2 separate regions of the Rattus norvegicus genome follow, and region 2 is linked to region 1. The links are chromatin contacts, called in public Hi-C maps. All regions are on one chromosome and are shown on one strand. The core of a region is the stretch at or near the end of the contact, and the rest is flanking DNA. Distances in the headings are between cores, read along the strand shown.

Region 1 (6,507 bases), core at 2,816-5,315:
CATGCTCAAACTCTAGAGCTGTCTTAGTGTGGAAGCTCCATCCATAGACTGAACAATGTGTGCTAAGACACAGTGGGCAGGCGTCTGCACTCAAGGCCCCAGTATCTGAGGAGCCCTTTGCTCCTCTGAGTCCACAGACCATGACGACTCTGTTACTGTACTCAAGCTTTTCTTTCTCCCAGTGGGAAGGACTAGGGAGCCATTAGCACTGGTATCCAGGGCCAGGAGTCCCCATGAGCCTCTTACCTTCTTAGTTTTCTTCCCTCCACCAGCTGCTGATAGATACACTTCTTTCCCAGCTTGGGACAGGGTTTTCCCTTCTTGAAGTCTTTTACGCCTTTCTGCATGGTACTTTGGGCTCTGTGAAGACAGACAGGGAAAACCACTTTAGCGATGGCTTGTTGAGATTCACCTTGCCTGTCCATGTCTCTGCTCCTTTCTCTAAAGTGAAAGACCATCTGAGAGGGAGCAGGCCAGCAGGCTGGATAACTCCAAGGGGCTTCCACTCACCGGAGTTCTTTGTCTGCTTGGCAGAAATTCCAGCACTTCTTGTCTTTTTGGTGAGCACACTGGCATCTGTTCCCTTGGTCTGTGGTCTTTGTGGGAAGTAAGTCTTTCAAGGATCGCTTAGACCTAGAAGGGCTTCCTAGTCCATACGGGACGACGCGCCTGTTATGGAAAGAGAGAAGGAAAAGATATTAGCCTACTTAATAATCTTTCAAATTCCTTGGGCCTACAATTCAGAGAGCATTCATTTGGACAGCTCATGATACCAAAGTACGGAAGCCATTTGGCCTGTCTGCCCATCAGTGGTCCTCAGTGTATGTTTCCCCTAAATGGGAAAACATCAGCTTTCCTTCTGAATCAATGAAATTCTATTTCAATACTTAACAATATTCCATTTCATCTAGACACAGTTTTGTTCCAGATTACAACCTCTGTTTGGGTTTCTGCTTTGTGCTTTCTTTCTTTTCTGGTGTCAAGTGGGTCATGGGGCCAGAAAACAGAAGGACTCCAGCAACACCAAAACATAAGGTTTTCTACTTCAGTCATGTGTGGCAACGCTGCCTGGTGGAGCATGGCACCTTGGCACATTGCTCTAGAGTTCAGTAAAACTGAATGGCTGTGAAGGACTTAGTGTCAAAATGCTCTCCGATAACTTGCAATGAGTCCGTTTCAATTCACTCAACAAGAAACGGAGTCCTCCCCTTGGTAGAAACACTACTAAGGATTAGGTCCTCGGTGGTTTGGGTCTGGTTTGGTTTGGAACTTGGCCAGCCATTGTAGACAGAATAAATGTGTTTGTTCTTTCTGCTGATTGCTCCTAAGGAGTGGACTAGTGTTGGGGGCTGAGGGTAAAACAGCCTCTGTTCACTCTGAAGGTACAAGAGAAACCTATGGGCGCTGTTCTGAGCTCTGCCTTGGATCACAGTTTTCTAAAGACGAAAGAGAGAAACAGGAAGCTCAGTTCCCTGCTCTAGCCCTACTCCCAGCTCATTCCTGTGCAAGGGGCTTCAACATTGTGTTTCTTAGTTTTCCTATAAGTAAAAGAAAGGAAATATGTCATAACTCCCTATTACATCTGTATGTCTGGAACAGATTCAGCGAGCCTCTCTGAGAAGTATAGGTATGTTACCCTCCATAGGACCTGGTCTACTGATCCCTAAGTCCACATCGAGAGCCTCTCGCTACGTTCTTCCGTCCCTTTCTTGTCTTCAAATGCACAATTCCTTCCTGTTTGCCCTCATCCCACAGTAAGCAGTGTGACTCTGAGCCTCTCAGAAGACCCTCTCCTACATGGCTACCACTAAGCTCATCTGTCTCAGTCAGCACTGTTCCCCCTGGGAGGCACGTTTTTGCCTTCAGAAATGCAAAAGCCCAGAAACCTCCCAGAACAGAAACCCCAGCTGGGTCTCCCAGCTCCAGAAAGCCCCAGCAGTAAGAGGATGGCTAGGACTACAATGCCCTCTAGAGACTCACTCGGGAGTGTTGACCCAGATGATGTCCAGGTGGCAGAAGTAGACACACTCCTTGTCCATCAAGGAGGAGCAGGAGCAACGCTTGGACCTGCGGGGTCTCCAGGATGTGCTGGGAGGGGGGCTCTGCACTTCCTTCTCAGCTCGGGGGCTGAGCTCTGCTCCCAAGACAGCTGTGAAGAGAACAGAGGGTCGGGTTAGTAGGAATCTCTCTTCAGGCGTCCAGAGCAAGCACCTGCATCCAAGTATTCAGGCCAGATCTAGCAGCGCAAATAGAAGCAGACAAGGCATAAAACTGCCTTTAGCCAGAAACACAAACAGAAAGAAAGAGACTTCTTTGTTCTCCGTGCTTAACAGGACTTCACCCTTACCCTGGCTGGCTTATCCAACCTGCAGGGAGATTACACACACACACACACACACACACACACACACACAGAGAGAGAGAGAGAGAGAGAGAGAGAGAGAGAGAGAGAGACAGAGACAGAGACAGAGAGAGAGAGAGACAGAGAGAGAGAGAGAGAGAGAGAGAGAGAGAGAGAGAGAAACAGCTAGGAAAGGACTCTTCCAGTCTTCTGAAGACGCTTCAAAATGGAATTTTGAGGAAGTCCATACCTGAGACTTAGACTAGCACAACTCCCATAGATTAAGCTGGCTGGTGGCCACAAGTAAATAAGACAGACCGTCTATTCCTAGCAGCCTTGGAGCCACGTTCCCAACTCAGGATAACCTCCTTAGGGGTACCCACCCCATTCCAGCTCGTGTAGGGGCACAGAATGATCTAGGTTGCATATGGGTGCCTTTTTATGTTAGGCAGAAAGCAAGAACTTCCAGAAAATGCCTGGACACCGAAGAGAAACTGACTTTACAACAGTCACTGCAGGTGGGAGATAAGTGGCCACTCAAGGAAGAGAAGGTACAGCTCAGGGGAGCCAGGGAAGTACTCTGGGTTCAGAATCCTGGGGCCGCACAGCTTGCGTGGGACTTGACACCTCCCTCTGGCCCAACACAGCATCGCTAGCCTCTTTCAATTGACCATTTGGTCGTGCATTTTCTCTTCCCAATTTTGTTCATTTCAAACGATCAGACACATTCCAGGATTTTCATCCCTTTGACAACCTCTCTCTTTGCTTAGGGTCAGGTGAAGACAAAAAGAAGGCACTGACCCTAAAAAAACAGGATGGGAGGAGAAAGAACCAGAAGCGGCCCATACTGTCTAATTCCTTAATCAGGCAGGAATGATCCCGGCTCCCTTCCCAGGACAGGTGAATACTACTGAAATAGAGCTCAGGCTGTTTGAGGATGCCAAAAACCTGCCAAATGAAACCTTAAGTCAATAGTGACAAATTTTAAAGAAAGCATGTGCTTCGCCCTGAAACCGCCTGCGGGGTTACTCAGCGCACGGTTGATCGGCAGGTGATTTCACTGCTCACGTTGTGCCTGCATGACCTGAATAAAATTCCTTGGCTTTAAGCTGGAGTGTTTTAGTATTTTACACATTAGCACACTATCAAGACAGCGTTTGAATAAGCTCCTAAATGCACCATGCAACCCTAAACACACGTATTTCAAATATATCCTTGCCTCAGCTGTAGCCACTCAGCGATACGGCTACAACGTTATTTTAAAGCTATGTGATACTCGGTTGTAGTCAGTTGTATTCAAACAGGAGTTTTATTCCTTTCGCTGGCACACAGAAGTAATTGCAAGGCACTTGCTGCTCCAGCTTCAGTAATTTAAAAAAAAAAAAAAAAGGACAGAAAGAAAAAAGAAAAGTGGAAAACAGAAGCGAGAACGGCGTTGCGCTGAAGCAGAAAGATTCGCAAGTGGCACCTACCTGTTTCTGGAGCTCCTTGGAAAGCCACAAACAGCAGAGAGAAGATCACGGGAAAATAATCCATTCTGCAAAGGGATCAGAAGAAGAGGAGGGAAAAAAAGAAAAAAAAAAGAAAGAAAGAAAACTCGGTTGCAAATGGAACTCAATGCAAAACGAAGAGGACGGTGTCTGGTTGCTCTGATCGCCTCTGGCTTTTGGAGATCTCAGCGCGGTCTTCAAAAAGTGGCCCCTTCACCGGAGCGAAAGCGTCGCGGGCAGCCCGGGAGGCAGCGCTCGAGGACAAGCGGAGCAGACCCAGTCAGGCTCTCAGCGCCAGTGCTGGAACGCGTCTGGCTCGGACAGCTCTCCGCCGGGCTTTTTATATTGAACCCCTATAGAGTGGGGGTAAACAGCTCCGACTTTATTCCAGCCCTAAACAATGTTATTGTGTGATTAGTCACCCACAGGCAACGTGCAGCCGGAGATAAGACCCGGCTCTAGAGGAAATCACGGCTAACTTCAGAGGCAGACGCCCGCCGTCTGACAATCCAGGGGCAGGGCTAAGAAAAAGAAAACACCCACTGGACAGAGACCTCTGCAAAACCTGCACCGAGCGGCAGCCCGCTTCCCCTTTTGCTAGCTGCCAGCCCCAGAGTTCAAGAATCAAGAGGTTCTCCAGAAGAAAAGTCACCCCATTGGAATGAAAAGTATGAAGTACAATTAAATAGATTGTATTGTGCGCGCGGGGGGTGGGGTGGGGGTGGGGCTGATCATTGTTCACTTGATTTTCCTTTTATGTCTTTCTGATTTCTTAGTTGGATTCAAACCAGGGGAGGATCCCCCTCTTCGTTCTTCACTCCCTGCTACTTGGGGTGGGGGCGGGAGGAAGACCAGATTATTTAGGGAGATCAGCTTACTTTTCCAAACTCCCCCAAGTCTTTTTTAAACTGAAGTTCTTCGCAACGGAGGTGCGAAGGATTCCGTCAGGAGCTAGCAAGGAGGGAAAACTAAGGAACAATGATAACAACAGCAATATGGTTTCGTCAGGCACATCCTAGTATCGCCGATCAGAAGGACCCCCCCACTCTCTCCCCCCTCCAAAATTTCCTGTGCCCAGCCTCTCCCTGGGAATTGCACCCCCCACCCCCCCCCACCCCCCGCGCGCGCGCGCGCTATCGGGAAGAATCTTGAGAAATGGCAGGAACGAACACCAGGGGGAGACGAAGAGCTGCAGGGGCTTGTGCTTTAGTAAGATAAAACAATTAAAGCCTTGGCTTCTAAATGATTAGCAACAAGCCGCGGCCGGGCAGAGAAGGGCGCCTCACAGACGAAAGGAGAGGTGACTTCAGGGCATTCCATTATTCCCTTCCCTGACTTCCCAGTCTCCTCCGCCCCACTTTGCTTGCACACTGGGGCGAACCAGTGTCCTGTGCCTGATTAGGAAGCTACAGGGAGAGCGTGGGGAGGGGAGGACTGCCTATGCTGACTGAGTAAGTGGATCAGATCATACCTCACCGTTTAATAACGTGTTTACGTTTTCCAAACAGTTTCCTGTCTATTTTGCCATGAAATGCTCCCTCCCCCGGGTGCCCATGGGTTATTAAGGTACAAGTGACAACATGTCTTCATGAATAAAGCAAAACACACATAAAGCACATTGACTTTTTCAATAAGCTTCACTTTTCAAGGGAGGAAGAGGGAGGACCCCCCAGAATGCCCAAAAGCTGGAAACAACACGCGGGATCCACTCAATGGTTTCCCTATAAAGGATCTAAATCAAGATGTGAGGATGCCACCGCAAAGGTCCCTCTTTCATCCCTCTTGTTCTACTCCGATTTTCCCTGGGAGTAGATGCCAAGAGAGACTCACTTCTAACACGGGACCCACACAGGGACCCACCCCACGCAACTATTCATTTAGCTCTTCAACTCTACAATCAAAAGGCAGATTTGATAGCGATTCCCAAGCTGTGGACAGGGACATGCTTAGGCCTAGTGAGCTCTCTGGAAATCTCGGTAGGGGAGACAACACAGCAGCAGCTTTAGGTCACTGAGAACTCTGTCCCTTAGGAGACTCTGTACTAAGAGCTGGAGACATTGGAGAAGCAGGAACCAGCAACCCTCCCACACCCACACCCGAGGCCCAGGGCCACTGGTAAGCTTCTGCCTCTGCTTTGCTTACCTCAGACCTACCCCGGAGGGTGGGGGCCAGGAGGTGACAGCTACCCCTAGAACTGGGCCCCAACAGGAAGCCAGCTCATCCCACCCCAGCTCCTCAGGGGACCTGGAGGAGAGGAGAGCTGATGTCACCTACCCAAAGTCCAAGCTTCCCACCGGCAGGGGAAAGGTGGCTGGGAAATGTACACCCCACCCCCACCGCTTTCTGACCTCCTGGCCAATCTGACCAAACTCTGGCAACTATCAGGACCAACCTGTCCTCAGCTCCGCCCCGGAAATGCCCAACCCAGTTCTCGAAGGCATCCTCCAGTGTCTAGCCTGGGCCATCATTCTTCAGCTGGGGGACCTCTGGAGATACCGGTGGCCCCAGCATCAAGGAAAGAAGGGAAGCAAACATGTTTTTCTACTGCCCATTCTCTTGTTGCCTACCCATACCACCCTGAACATGTGCTCGAAAATCAAATGTAAACTCTGGCGGCCATCCACTCGGACTCTCTTCTTCTAAAGCTCAGCGAGAGGAAACCGCAAATAAAAACCG
Region 2 (6,507 bases), core at 1,441-3,940, 470 kb after region 1:
GGGAGATGGCTCAGTTGGTAAAGTGCTTGCTCAGAAAGAACAGGGACTCAGTCCCTAGCACCCACATACAAATGTTAGGGATGATGGGACATGACTATGCTATCCTAGAACTGGGGATATGGATGTTAGGTCTCAAACCTGAGACAAACAATTAACTGAGGTGTTTATTGACATATCTGATACTAGCTGTCAGGTTCTCCCAACATCCCCCAATCCCTACTTGCTGTAGAGTCTTCCTGGATGGCATACCTGAGACCCTACCTTAAATTTCTCCACCCCAGAGAAATGGTGGAGTCAGACATTTTTGGTCACCAGCCTTTGTAAGTCACTTTGCCTTTTGGTGGCTACTCTTGGTTGCTGTCCTCCTGGTCTCTTGATTCCTGGTTCTCCCCTTCCCCCCTCCCCAACTTGTTTCCTCACATGGCCTGGTTCAGTTTGCTGGCTATGTTCATTCTGGACTCCCCCAAACACCTCTGACTGTGTTCTCCATTACATTATAATGGAAACCTCAACTCCTTAGGAGTAATCATGGTCTCTTTTCATTTTTCTCCCATTCAATGGAGACAAGAGGACTCTGAGAGTTCACTGACCACCCAGTCTAGCCTAATACATGAGTTCCAGGCCAAATGAGAGACCTTGACCCAAATCAGGTAGGTATGTTTCTAGAACAGCGGTTCTCAACCTTCCTAATGCGGTGACCTTTTAATGCGTTCCTCATGTTCTGGTGACCCCCCACCCCACCCCCTGACCACAAAATTGTTTTTATTAAATTATATTTAATTACTTCATAACTGTACTTTTGCTGCTTTTATGAATCATAAGATAAATATCTGGTATGCCAGACACCTGATATATGACCACTGTGAAAGGGTTCTTTGACCCAACCCCCAAAAGGGATCACAACCCACAGGTTGAAAACCATTGTTCTAAAGGATGGCATTTAAGATTGTCCTCTGGGGGTTGGGAATTTAGCTCAGTGGTAGAGCGCTTGCCTAGCAAGCGCAAGGCCCTGGGTTCGGTCCCCAGCTCCGAAAAAAAGAAAAAGAAAAAAAAAATAGATTGTCCTCTGGTCTCCAACACACATGTGTACAAATGGAGATACCCTGTGTACACAAGTGTAGTTCCCCGCAACACACATTTAAAAAGTTTACAATCGTCCTTAAGTACAGGAGTTCTGGGACAACCTGGGTCTATTTCACAAATTAAAAACCAACAGCAGCAGCAACAACAAAAAATCAGATAAATCAACAACAAAAGTGGCAAAAACTCCACCTGATGTCATTGCTGGGGACAGATATGAAATGAAAGCGGCTCTGGTCATTCATCCAGGGATATTTATCGTTGAGGGCTGGTCTGTTGCTATGTATTGTAATGCTAAACCCTGGCTTACCTTAGGGAAAGTCTCACGTGCTCCAAATGATGCCATGTAACTTTGCCCTCCCAAGTATTTCTGATTGGTCAATGTCCTAGCCAGGGTTTCTATTCCTGCACAAAACATCAGGACCAAGAAGCAAGTTGGGGAGGAAAGGGTTTATTCAACTTACACTTCCTCATTGCTTCGTCACCAAAGGAAGTCAGGACAGGAACTCACACAGGGCAGGAACTTGGAGGCAGGAGCTGATGCAGGGGCCATGGATTGCTTTCCCTGGCTTGCTCAGCTTGCTTTCTTATAGAACCCAGAACTACCAGCCCAGGGATAGCACCACCCACAATGAGCCCTCACACCCTTGATCACTAATTGAGAAAATGCCTTACAACTGGGTCTCATGAAGGCATTTCCTCAACCGGGGCTCCTTTCTCTGTGATAATTCCAGCCTGTGTCAAGTTGACACACAAAATCAACAAGTACAGTCAATAAAGATGCCCACAGTCTATAGCTGGGCATGTCATTTTGGCCCTAACATCGTTATGATCTTTAGTGTTCAGAGAACCAACATTAGTAAACCGCTCAGAGCCATGCTTAGCCACAGTGCTGGAGAAGCAGGAGACACTATTGTTATTTGCAGTTTTAGCCCTAGCCAGCATTGCTTCCATGTCCTGGATTGCTCTCTCCGTAGTGAATGGTTTTCTGTTTTAAGTGTGTGTGCCTTTGCCAAATTCATAGAGTGAAATCCTAACTCTCTGAGTTGATGATATTAGTCACAGGTACGGCTATAGACAAGTCCTGGGGACATAAAGACAGAGCCTTCTCAGGATTCTGGCCCCAAAGGTGCCCAAAGGAACTGTTCTGTTTCTTTCCCATGAGAGGTCATGGTGACAGGATTATCTGTGTTAAGTAGAAAACAAACCCTTACCAGACACCAAACTTGCCAGCACCCCGGTCTTAAAAATGCTAGCCTCTAAAAATAGGATAAATAAAATTTCTTGTTTATAAGCGTACAACTGTGTAATATTTTGGTACAACATTTCCGACAGACTGGGAAGCGGTTACCCTGCAGGCCTGCTGGCTCAGGGCCACTGTCCTCCTCCGGCCTATGAGTCTGAATGTTTGGTCCAGTTGACTTTTCAGAGGGAGAGAGTCATGTTCTGGCTTTATTTGGGTTCCCATAGCTCCTTATGGCTCTCTCTCTCAGTTCTTCTAAGCCCTGGGGAAATGGTGAATAACGTCAACTGCAGACTTCCCTAATGCCTCCAGGGGCATTTCTCAAAGAATTTGCTCACCCCTCCGAGTTGCCCAGGGAAACAAACCAGTGATGTCACAAGGCATGACGCTTGCAGTTCTCCTTAAGTCCCCTTCTGCACAGGTGGAGGTAGGGACCTGTCCTTTTCTCTCCCAATCCAATTATGTCTTGTACTCCCCAGCGCAGTACAGAGGCCCTTGCTACCCCTGACATATACCCACGACCAACCATGTCTACACTCAGGTATGATGGCTTGCCAGCGGTGGATGTCTCTCTCCTTATGCTTCTTCCCTCCGGGAACAAATGCAGGGCGGATGAAATGTCTGGACACCTTTCTGTAGTGTAAGGGGAGCGGGCAGACCCAGACTCCTTTGAGCCTGTTCTCAGAGGATCAAAGGCTTTTCTCAAGCTTGAAAAGGCCTCAGAGATTTCACAAGTAGAATGACTACACCCTATTTCCTTTCTTCCGGCTATAAACACATCCAAGTCTGTACTTCCTGGTTTAAAAGGACCCTCCCCTTCTTTGCTGGGACGCTGTTGCTACCTAACTCTGACCTTTCAGCCAAATGAAAAAAGAACAGAGGCATGACCTTTTACCTAGATGGCATCTGTAACCGGTTCTTTAGCAGGCTAAGCCCTCTGTTCAAAGTGCAACTTCCTTGCTCTCCTCAAAGCCCTGTTTTGAAATGGGTGCAAACTGTCAAGTTATCTAAACGTGGATATCTCTGAATTCCGTACTTGTGAGGAAAGGTGCCTCAGAGCGAAGCAAAGTCCAGCCTGTGTTGAAATGCTCATCCCCAGAGGGCTTTGTTTCTGCAGCTCCGGTGTGAACAGAGTGCAGCTGTGACTCCCAGGACCGAGTGAGAGCAGAGCAGGTACACCGCCACCACCTTCGTCGTCGTCGTCATCGTTCTGATCCACGGAAACCATGACGAAAACAACTACTTGCTTGTATCACTTCGTTGTTTTGAACTGGTACATTTTCCTCAATTATTACATCCCACAGATTGGAAAGGATGAGGAGAAACTAAAGGAATTCCATGACGGTGGACGGTCCAAGTACTTGACACTCCTGAATCTGGTAAGTTCATTTCTCCACGTCTAGAACCGAGTTCTGATCACTAACGGGAGAGTTTTCCCACACACCACTTTACTGAGCACAAGCCCCCCACCCCCGTACGTCTTCCTTCTTCATGATTGGTGAGTTTTGGGCTTCCCCTGATCACTAGTAATTTGGAGACTCTCCGTAGCTCCTGGGGTGTCTAACTATTAAATACTCTTTTACAAAGACTCTTGGAGCCCAACTAGGGGACCACAGGCTTGAGTACAAAACACAGGAGAGATTTTTGAACCTTGCTCGGGAACGTCTGTGAGAAGAAGGCAGTGTCGAATGTTGAGTAGGAAGTGTGACTCCCAGTGGAGGAGTAATGTTATTTGACAGCACACACCGACTCACAGATTTATCCAAGAAAAGCAAACACATTTTGCCACCTTCCTCTCCCACCATGATTTTTTATAGGCTCAAGTTTCATCTGAGAGGAGAGATCACCCGAGCCAACAGCCAGTGCACAGTTTCAGCTATTACAGATAAAGCAAAGTGAAAACCAAACTTATAGCTTAATTCCCTGATGTCTTCCTAACCTGGCTGACCTTGTGCTAATGGACAAAGTCTGGATGAGTTGAAGAAAACTGCCTTGAAAAAAGTATTTTAGGGGGCTGGAGAGATGGCTCAGCGGTTGAGAGCGCTGACTGCTCTTCCAGAGGTCCTGAGTTCAATTCCCAGCAACCATGTGGTGGCTCACAACCATCTGTAATGGGATCTTGGTGCCCTCTACTGGCATATGGGCATATATTCAGGCAGAACATTCATAATAAATAAATAAATAAATAAATAAATAAATAAATAAACAAACAAATAAATTAAATAAATAAATCTTTTTTAAAAAGTATTTTAGGAATATACTTTTAAAGTTAAAAACTAAAAATGGAACATCCTTCAGACATGAGGATTGACATCTGAATTTTTGTTGTTGTTGCTAAAATACACAGTTCTGCAGGGTGGTGGTGGTGGTAGCCATTAACCCCTGCAGAGGCAGGAACAGAGGTGCAGAGGGGCAGAGGGGCAGAGGGACAGAGGGGCAGAGGGGCAGAAGGGCTGAGGGAAAGAGGGGCAGAGGGGCAGAGGGGCAGAGGGGCAGAGGGGCAGAGGGGCAGAGGGGCAGAGGGGCAGAGGGGCAGAGGGGCAGAGGGGCAGAGGCAGAGGATCTCTGAGTTTGAGACCAGCCTGGTCTACAGAGTGAGTTCCAGGATAGACAGAGGTATACATAGAAACTTGTCTCAAAAATCAAAAATAGGTAAATAAATAAATAAATTAGTAAATGTAAATTTAAAATAAAATATACCCAGTTGTAAAATTACCTGGTGTCAGGAAGCTGCAAAATATTTCCTGTTCTCAAGATTTATTTTTATTTTGACTTTATGGGCATGAGAGTTTTTCTTGCATCGCCTATGTGCATGTGTCTCCCATATGTGTGCCTGGTGCCTGTGGAGGCCAGAAGGGGGCGCCAGATCTCCCGGTACTAGAGTTAGAGGTGAGCTGTCAAGTGGGTGCTGGGTTCTGTGAAAGAGCAGAACGGTACCCTCAGCTGCTGCCCTGTTATCTCTCAGGCCCCGGAATCAGAATGTGTGAATCCCTCAGAATCTTCAGAACCACAATCCTCATTTTGCGACCAGAGCCGAAGCATGGTCAGAAAGGATGGCGAGGTGCTGAAATGTCAGGCTGGAGATGTGGAGCTCAGGTTGAAGAGCCCCCTTGAGGCCCTATCCCCTTCCCTCTGGCCTTGTGCTCTCCTCTGGGTATTAGCCTGGATAGTTTAAGCTCTGGACACAGCTCTCTTGTGCTAGAAAGTGTCAAGGTGACTGTTTCCGTCTTGAGATTTTTATGAGGGAAAAAGTTGACTCATTAAAAAAGAAAACAAAGACTGATTTTGTGGTGTTCTAAGAGCACTATACATATAAAACCATGAGGTATTTTTAATCTCCGTTGCATAAACTGGGGGTGACTTTAATCTACTAATCAAAGGCAGGCTCCTCTCTGGGCATTCTATTTCCTGTAACTCTGCAACAGGACAGATTGATCACAAAGCTCCATAAGCCACCTCCCTGACCTCTTCAGGCTTCTGATGTCACATATTCTGTCTCCTGGCAAAAAGAAAAAAAATTATAATACTTTCATCTATTTTGTGTGCATGTATGTATGTGTGTATGTGTTAGGGTCACAATGCATGGGTCGAGGTCAGAGGAGTCAGCTCTCTCCTTCCACCGTCTGGGCCCTGAGCTTGAACTCAGGAAGTCAGGGCGAGCAGCAATCATCTACCTCGTGAGCGTCTCCTGGGCCCAAATCTTATTCCAGTGTCATTCCCTTTTTTGCCTTCCTGGTGAATTAGCCATCAAATCACATCCCATTGGCTTTTCCTTCCGTTGGACGCACCTCTCCCTCCCCAAACTTCCTGCTGTCTCCTTCCTAATTCTGATTACTTTGCATCAGAGGACTACCACACTACCCTGTCCTTTCCTATCCAGAGATCTGCCCATCCAATACTCAGATCCCAGGTTAATCTTCCAGAGCTCTTTCTCTCCTCTCTCTCTCTCTCTCTCTCTCTCTCTCTCTCTCTCTCTCTTGAATTCCTTTAAACAATGTGGCCTCTTTGGTTTGGGGAAGGGTCGGGGGGGGGTGTCAAGGAAAAAATACAAAAAGAAACAACAAAACCAACCAACCAACCAACCAAACACCCAAATTCACCGCTCAGGTCCCTTTTTCCCCCAGGATAGCTAGTGTCCCTCTGAGAAAGGACTTGGTCTCTAGTTTTACCTACAGGCTTCCTTC

What was found. Hi-C and Micro-C count contacts between places; a contact is called where the count stands out from the background.
Region 2: a Hi-C map of liver shows a contact between it and region 1, with 4 times the contacts expected there. The contact joins the promoter of Adtrp here to the promoter of Edn1 in region 1. A contact is called at or near these places in 2 of 12 Hi-C or Micro-C datasets (kidney and liver).

Annotation. Positions count from the first base shown.
Region 1 is chr17:22,662,622-22,669,128 of GRCr8, forward strand. It overlaps Edn1 (endothelin 1), which reads right to left and starts at 4,066. Exons shown (of 5, transcript NM_012548.2): 1 at 3,814-4,066; 2 at 1,981-2,149; 3 at 511-669; 4 at 247-360. The coding sequence starts at 3,877.
Region 2 is chr17:23,133,119-23,139,625 of GRCr8, forward strand. Adtrp (androgen-dependent TFPI-regulating protein) reads left to right here and starts at 2,691. Exons shown (of 7, transcript NM_001395610.1): 1 at 2,691-2,864; 2 at 3,441-3,702. The coding sequence starts at 3,550.